Regions from separate parts of the Pan troglodytes genome. Here region 2 is linked to region 1. A link is a contact called in public HiChIP or PLAC-seq data. All regions are on one chromosome and are shown on one strand. Each heading gives the region's core, a stretch centred on a gene start, on an enhancer-like site or on the middle of the called end of the contact. The rest is flanking DNA. Distances are from core to core; before and after follow the strand shown. Region 1 holds the start of TLK1 (tousled like kinase 1). Region 2 holds the start of DCAF17 (DDB1 and CUL4 associated factor 17).

Region 1 (2,709 bases), core at 185-2,684:
AACTTTGGAGGGTGATAGATACATTCACCATCTTCCTTGTAGAAGTGGTTTCAGGGATGTATACACATCAAAACTTATCAAATTGTACACTTTATTTTTATTTTTTTGAGACAGAGTCTAGGAGTCTCGCTCTGTCGCCCAGGCTGGAGTGCAATGTTGCGATCTAGGCTTACCGCAACTTCTGCCTCCCGGGTTCAAGCGATTCTCCTGCCTCAGCCTCCCGAGTAGCTGGGACTTCAGGTGCGTGCTGCTACACCCAGCTAATTTTTGTATTTTAAGTAGAGATGGGGTTTCACCATGTTGGCCAGGCTGGTCTCAAACTCCTGACCTCGTGATCCGCCCACCTCGGCCTCCCAAAGTGCTGGGGTTACAGGCGTGAGCCCCCGCACCTGGCCAATAATTGTACACTTTAAATATGTGCAGTTTATTTTGTCAATTATACCTCAATAAAGTTGTGAGATGTCCCTCTTAAGTTTGAAAAGCAGACAAGACTAAAAACTCACTGAAGTATCTAAAGCACAAGGCAATTACAATTACTTCTGGAGATAACTGACAATCAAGGTTCTTTTCTAGTATGATAGTTTATCTGAACAAAACATTACTATGAGAAATGCGAAGTCATAAAAATAAAAAATAGAAACGACATTTTTGTCCCCCTGGTAATCATGCCATTTCCTCTTGTCTGTGCAGTAGCGCTATATCATAATCTTTTTAGTGCTCTATTCAATTTGGTTTTCTAAAGAGAGAAATAACCTTGTTGTACTTTTCCTGAACTAGAGTGCTCTTTTATGTACAAGAAGCCCAATCCCTGGTGTGAGTATACTTGTGTGGGTCTGTAGAAAGCTACACTCTATCTATAAATTTTAGCAAATGCTGTTATTTATTTTGGGATTTTTGTAGTCGGGACTCAGCGGAGACACTAGAAACAAATTAGAAGTTTCTAGAAACCATACCTCCTGCAAGATGAACGCTGTATAGTTTTCCTAAATATGTGATTCAGTAATCACATTTTTCATTTAGATTTTCCACTTACTGTTTTAAAACAAAGAATTGCTATACCATACAGTCTACAAAACTGGTAATTTTCAATTTCCTCATTAAAGATTCTTCACTCTTTTTTAGAAAACACGAGAAAGTTTTATTTCCCAACTCTCCCACTACCCATGTTTATTTTCCTAGCTCTTTTATTCGGTCATTATTCCCATTCTGCAGACGGGGAGGCGCACATACGTTTTTCTGCACAGTACAGAGGAGCAAGAAAGAAGGAACTCTCAACTTTTCAGTTCCATTTTGAGAAACGATCACATTGAACTCCCGAGAAGCGGCAGCTGAGCGACAGCAGCAGCATTTCTCCCCGGGTTGGGTGTGGGTCAGGAGAGAGGCGCGCTTCCGCGGGAGACAGGGGGAGTCAGGTGGCAGCGGCGCTGGAGCCCGAGCGGCGCGGCGGGGGCGCGCCTCCCTCCGGCCGGCGCGGGGACGCTGCCCCCGCGCACGCGAGTCCGGCAACCCCGGGCTCCCGCGCCGCGCGGCGATCCGCGGGTGCGGCAGGGGCGCCCCGGCGCTCTAGTCTCTTCCCTCGCGCGCTCGCTCCTTCCCCATGCCCCCACCCCCCAGCCCCTGGCAGGTCCCTCCCCCAAGCCTGCTCCCGCGGCCGCCGCTGCCGCCGCCGCCGCCGCTACCGGAGGCGCAGGAGCCTCGCGATAGTGTTTGCACAGGCGGCGCGTGACGCCGCCGCCGCCTGTAACTGATGCAGAGGTTACCCCACCGCCTCAGCCGCCACCCACAGCCCGCCGCCGCCGCCTCCCGGGCGACGCCGGGGGCCGACGCACTGCAGAGGTGCCGGCAGGTTCCGCCCGCGGAAGTGTCCTCGGCCGGCGCAGCCCGCGCTCCGCCCGCGCTCCGACCCCTGTCGGGTGGGCACCCCCTCGACGCCTCCGCCGCCGCGCTCCTTTCCTCCTCCTCTCCTCTGGCGCGCCCGCTCGCTCCCTCGCTTCTCCCCCTTTCCCTCCTCCCTGTCCCCTCTCCTTCCCTCACCTCTTTCCTCCCCACCTCCCCTCTTCTCGGTTTCCTCCCCCATCCCCTTGACTCTCCCCTCCCAGCCCTCGCTCTCTCGCTCGCCCTCAGCGCGGCCCCCGCCATGACGGAGGCGGGTGCCGGTGCCGTTGCCGCCGCTGCCGTCGCAGGGGGGGAGTCGGGTTCCCAGAAAGTAGCTTGATGAGTGTCCAAAGTAGCAGTGGAAGTTTGGAGGGGCCGCCATCTTGGTCCCAGCTCTCCACGTCTCCAACCCCGGGCTCGGCGGCGGCGGCCAGGTCCCTGCTGAATCACACGCCGCCATCCGGGAGGCCCAGGGAAGGTAAGCACCGCCGCGCCCGCGCCCGCTCGCGGGCCTCCTCTCCCGCGCCGCGGACCCCCGCGCCCCCCCCGCCCCGGGGCTTCTCCGCCAGACCCTGGGGTGGGGGATGGTGGCGAGGTGGACGCGAGGCCGCCCGGCTCCCCGGCTCTGGGGAGGTAGTGCCCTGGCTGTGGATGGTGGTTCGCGGGTGGCGGAGGAGACGGACGAGGGGGTGCGCGCTGGTGGGGACGGGGCGAGGCGCACAGACTCGCCTGGGGTTCCTGGGAGCCAGTCCTGCGAGGGTGGGAAGCCTCCCCCCAGACGCGAGCCCTTTTCTGCTCCATTTGCCAGTACACTCAGTACTCTTAACCTCCTGG
Region 2 (2,764 bases), core at 216-2,715, 270 kb before region 1:
GGTTGACTGTTAAACATTTTGGATCTCTAAATACTAGGCTTTTGCTTGAAAAAATTTCTCTAAAAAAAAAAAAAAGGCAAGTACTTCCAAAACACAATCCATCAATTCTCCAAAGCAGCATCTAATTATTTGATTGGCAACTGGATTTCTTGACTGTGGTGTAAGTAGATTAAACACTAAACAGTACTCTGAACAATCTGTGGTTTTGCCTGCACTGTAGTTTTGCTTTAAGTTGGTATTTACAAAAATGACACCTGCAACTTTAGATTTAACAAGATTCTAAAATTACATGCATTTTTTACTGCCTAGTCTTATTTTGGACCCATTTTTTTCATTCTATTTCACTAGGCACTAATGTAGGCATGTGGTTCTACACAAATTATAGTTAAGATCAACAGTGAGGTGAATTACAGCAAAATTATCAATAAAAAGTTACCTGCTGACACAGCGCCGATAATTGTCAAAATATATTCTTCCTCTCTCATAGGCTATAGGTGACCTGGAATGAGTTGTCCAAACATTCTTAAATTTAGTACTTTCCTAAAAGACATAAAGAATTTCCGTTCAGGAAAGAACTCTTAGGCTTCCACTGTAGACCACTTTTAAGTTAGATTTTAAATTTTCAAAGCAACATAATTTCACCTATATTATTTAAAAACTTTTTGCATCCTTCCTCCACTCTGCCCTCATGTTTTGGCTTAATGAGGTGACCAACTTTTAGAATAATTGTTTCCAGGTAAGACATAAGAAGCGTAAAACTAAAAGCAGCTGGTGGCCCTATTACCACCTATTGACTAATCTCCCAGATTCCGGGCTTGTATCCTCCTCCCCATCACATGTGACCCTATAAAGGGAGGCCCCAGCGCGTTAAAACCACATCCCCGCAGGAGGCTCGGCCGCCGGGCGCCCGCGGCCCTCCGTCCCGCCCCGGCCGGCTGGCGGTCACCTGGCACACCAGCGCCCGCAGGATGCCCAGGTTGGTCCTCTGCACCACGCCTGCGTCGCGCGAGAAGCAGCCCAGCGCCCGGCGACTCAGCCGGCTGCACACGTTGGGCTTCCGGGTCGGGCCCATGGAGGCGCGGGCCGGGCCCTGGGGAGGCTGGGCCGCCGAGTGGCGCGCCCCACACTCCCGTGCTGGGCAGCCGCCGCTGCCTTCGAATTTCGAGGCCCAGACTTTCCCGGCGGGGCCCAGGGAAAGCTGACACGGGGAGGCGGGCAGGGAGCACCCGACGGCGGGGCGAGGGAAAGCAGAGCCGCTTGCACCGCCACAGCACGGAGAGAAGGGAAGAAGCACTCCCTTTTTGATCTGCCCCTCCCAGGCTCTCTGGCCGCTGACAGTGCGACGCTCCGGTACCGCGCGGCCGGCCGGAGCCGCTCTCTCACCGGGAAATGTAGTTCCCAGTGCCTCGTGAGTTCTCCCAGGAACTACAATTCCCGTCAGGCGGCGGGGAGCGAGGGCTTGCCCGGCCCCGCCTCTGCCTGCCGCGGCCCCGCCTCCTCCGGCCCGCGGAGGCTGCGCTGTCTTGCGGGCGCGCTTCTCTGTGCTGCGAGTGGCTAGCTGGGCAGAGCCCTGGGGGCGCGGTGCTGCCGCCTCCAGGTCTCCGCCCCGTGTGTGCGCCCTGCGCTGAGGGATCCCTCCCTCACTGCCCCTGTACTCACAAGCTTCTCGGCCCCGACCTTCGCCCTGGGAGGTTCTGGCCAGGTGCCGGGAGGGGCGCTGTGTCGAGGGCGATCCCCCCAAAGTAGCGTCCCGTGCTAAAGGTACGCCCCGCGGCTTTCCCTTCAGCCGCACGTTGGCTGAGGGGGACGGTAAACTGTACTTTTGTATTAGGAAGATGCTGGCTTCCCATTCACTCTTAGTTTCACCCTCCAAACTGGGATTGAGTTACTCTTTCCCGGAGGCTCGTCCTTGGGTGGCCTGCGGGGACACTGACTGGTTTTGCGATAATTGCTTCATTTCATTTCCTCTCGCCTCCATTCTTTTTTCTTTATAGGGAATAAAATATGAAATGCTTACATTCTTATTGGACGGCCTAAGATATTCCTCGTCGATGTCTTTAAGTAAAAGATATACTTTGTTAACTAGCCCTGCCTGTATGTTCAAAGTTCCCAGCACACTAAACTTTCAGCAAGCTTGCACCACATGTGTCCCACCGCCTTGCTCTAAGTCCCTTAAGGGTGGGGCCGCTGTATCTCCCACGTGGACTTGGGCATGCTACCTCTTGTTCATAGGTGCTCAAAGAAAGCCAGCTATCGCACCTGACTGGCAGAGCAAAAAGTACAGTACAGCAGGTCCTCGAATCGCATTTTTTCGTTCAGTGTCATTTTGTATAACTTGATGAGAAAAAATAATAATTTCCTACCGGGGCTACTGTTTGTGTGGACCTTGCCCCTTCTCCCCACGTCTGCATGGGTTTTCACCAGGTACCGCAGGGTACTGCCTCCCACATCTCAGTGCAGGCTGGATGAATTGGCCTTGTCTGTGTTTCCTGTCTGAGTGTGAGTGTGAGTGCTCCCTGCGATGGAATGTCGTCGTGTCCAAGGGTTGGTTCCCACCTTGCACCCTGAGCTGAGGGGATAGGCTTCAGCCACCCTCGACCCTGAACTGGAATAATTAGATAAATAACTATCTTACTTGTTTTTATTAATCTTCCTTAAATGTATGTATAGCTCCCATTTATTTCAATGTTTAATATTAGAAGTGTTTTGGTTTGTATTTAGGAGTTTGGTGATGTTTTTGTGACCAGAAATATGTTATAGGAAC

The links. HiChIP or PLAC-seq counts read pairs in DNA pulled down with a chosen protein or histone mark.
Region 2: a contact with region 1 is called in an H3K4me3 HiChIP or PLAC-seq map of stem cell-derived excitatory neurons, with 5 times the contacts expected there. The contact joins the promoter of DCAF17 here to the promoter of TLK1 in region 1. A contact is called at or near these places in 1 of 7 Hi-C or Micro-C datasets (induced pluripotent stem cells), 1 of 1 datasets of contacts at active chromatin or transcription factors (stem cell-derived excitatory neurons) and 1 of 1 other capture datasets (stem cell-derived neural stem cells).

What each region holds. Positions count from the first base shown.
Region 1 is chr13:73,207,680-73,210,388 of NHGRI_mPanTro3-v2.0_pri, reverse strand. TLK1 (tousled like kinase 1) reads left to right here and starts at 1,434. Exons shown (of 21, transcript XM_001141231.8): 1 at 1,434-2,353. The coding sequence starts at 2,215.
Region 2 is chr13:73,482,642-73,485,405 of NHGRI_mPanTro3-v2.0_pri, reverse strand. DCAF17 (DDB1 and CUL4 associated factor 17) reads right to left here and starts at 1,465. Exons shown (of 15, transcript XM_063790565.1): 1 at 1,384-1,465; 2 at 437-540. METTL8 (methyltransferase 8, tRNA N3-cytidine) reads left to right here and starts at 849. Exons shown (of 10, transcript XM_024354948.3): 1 at 849-976.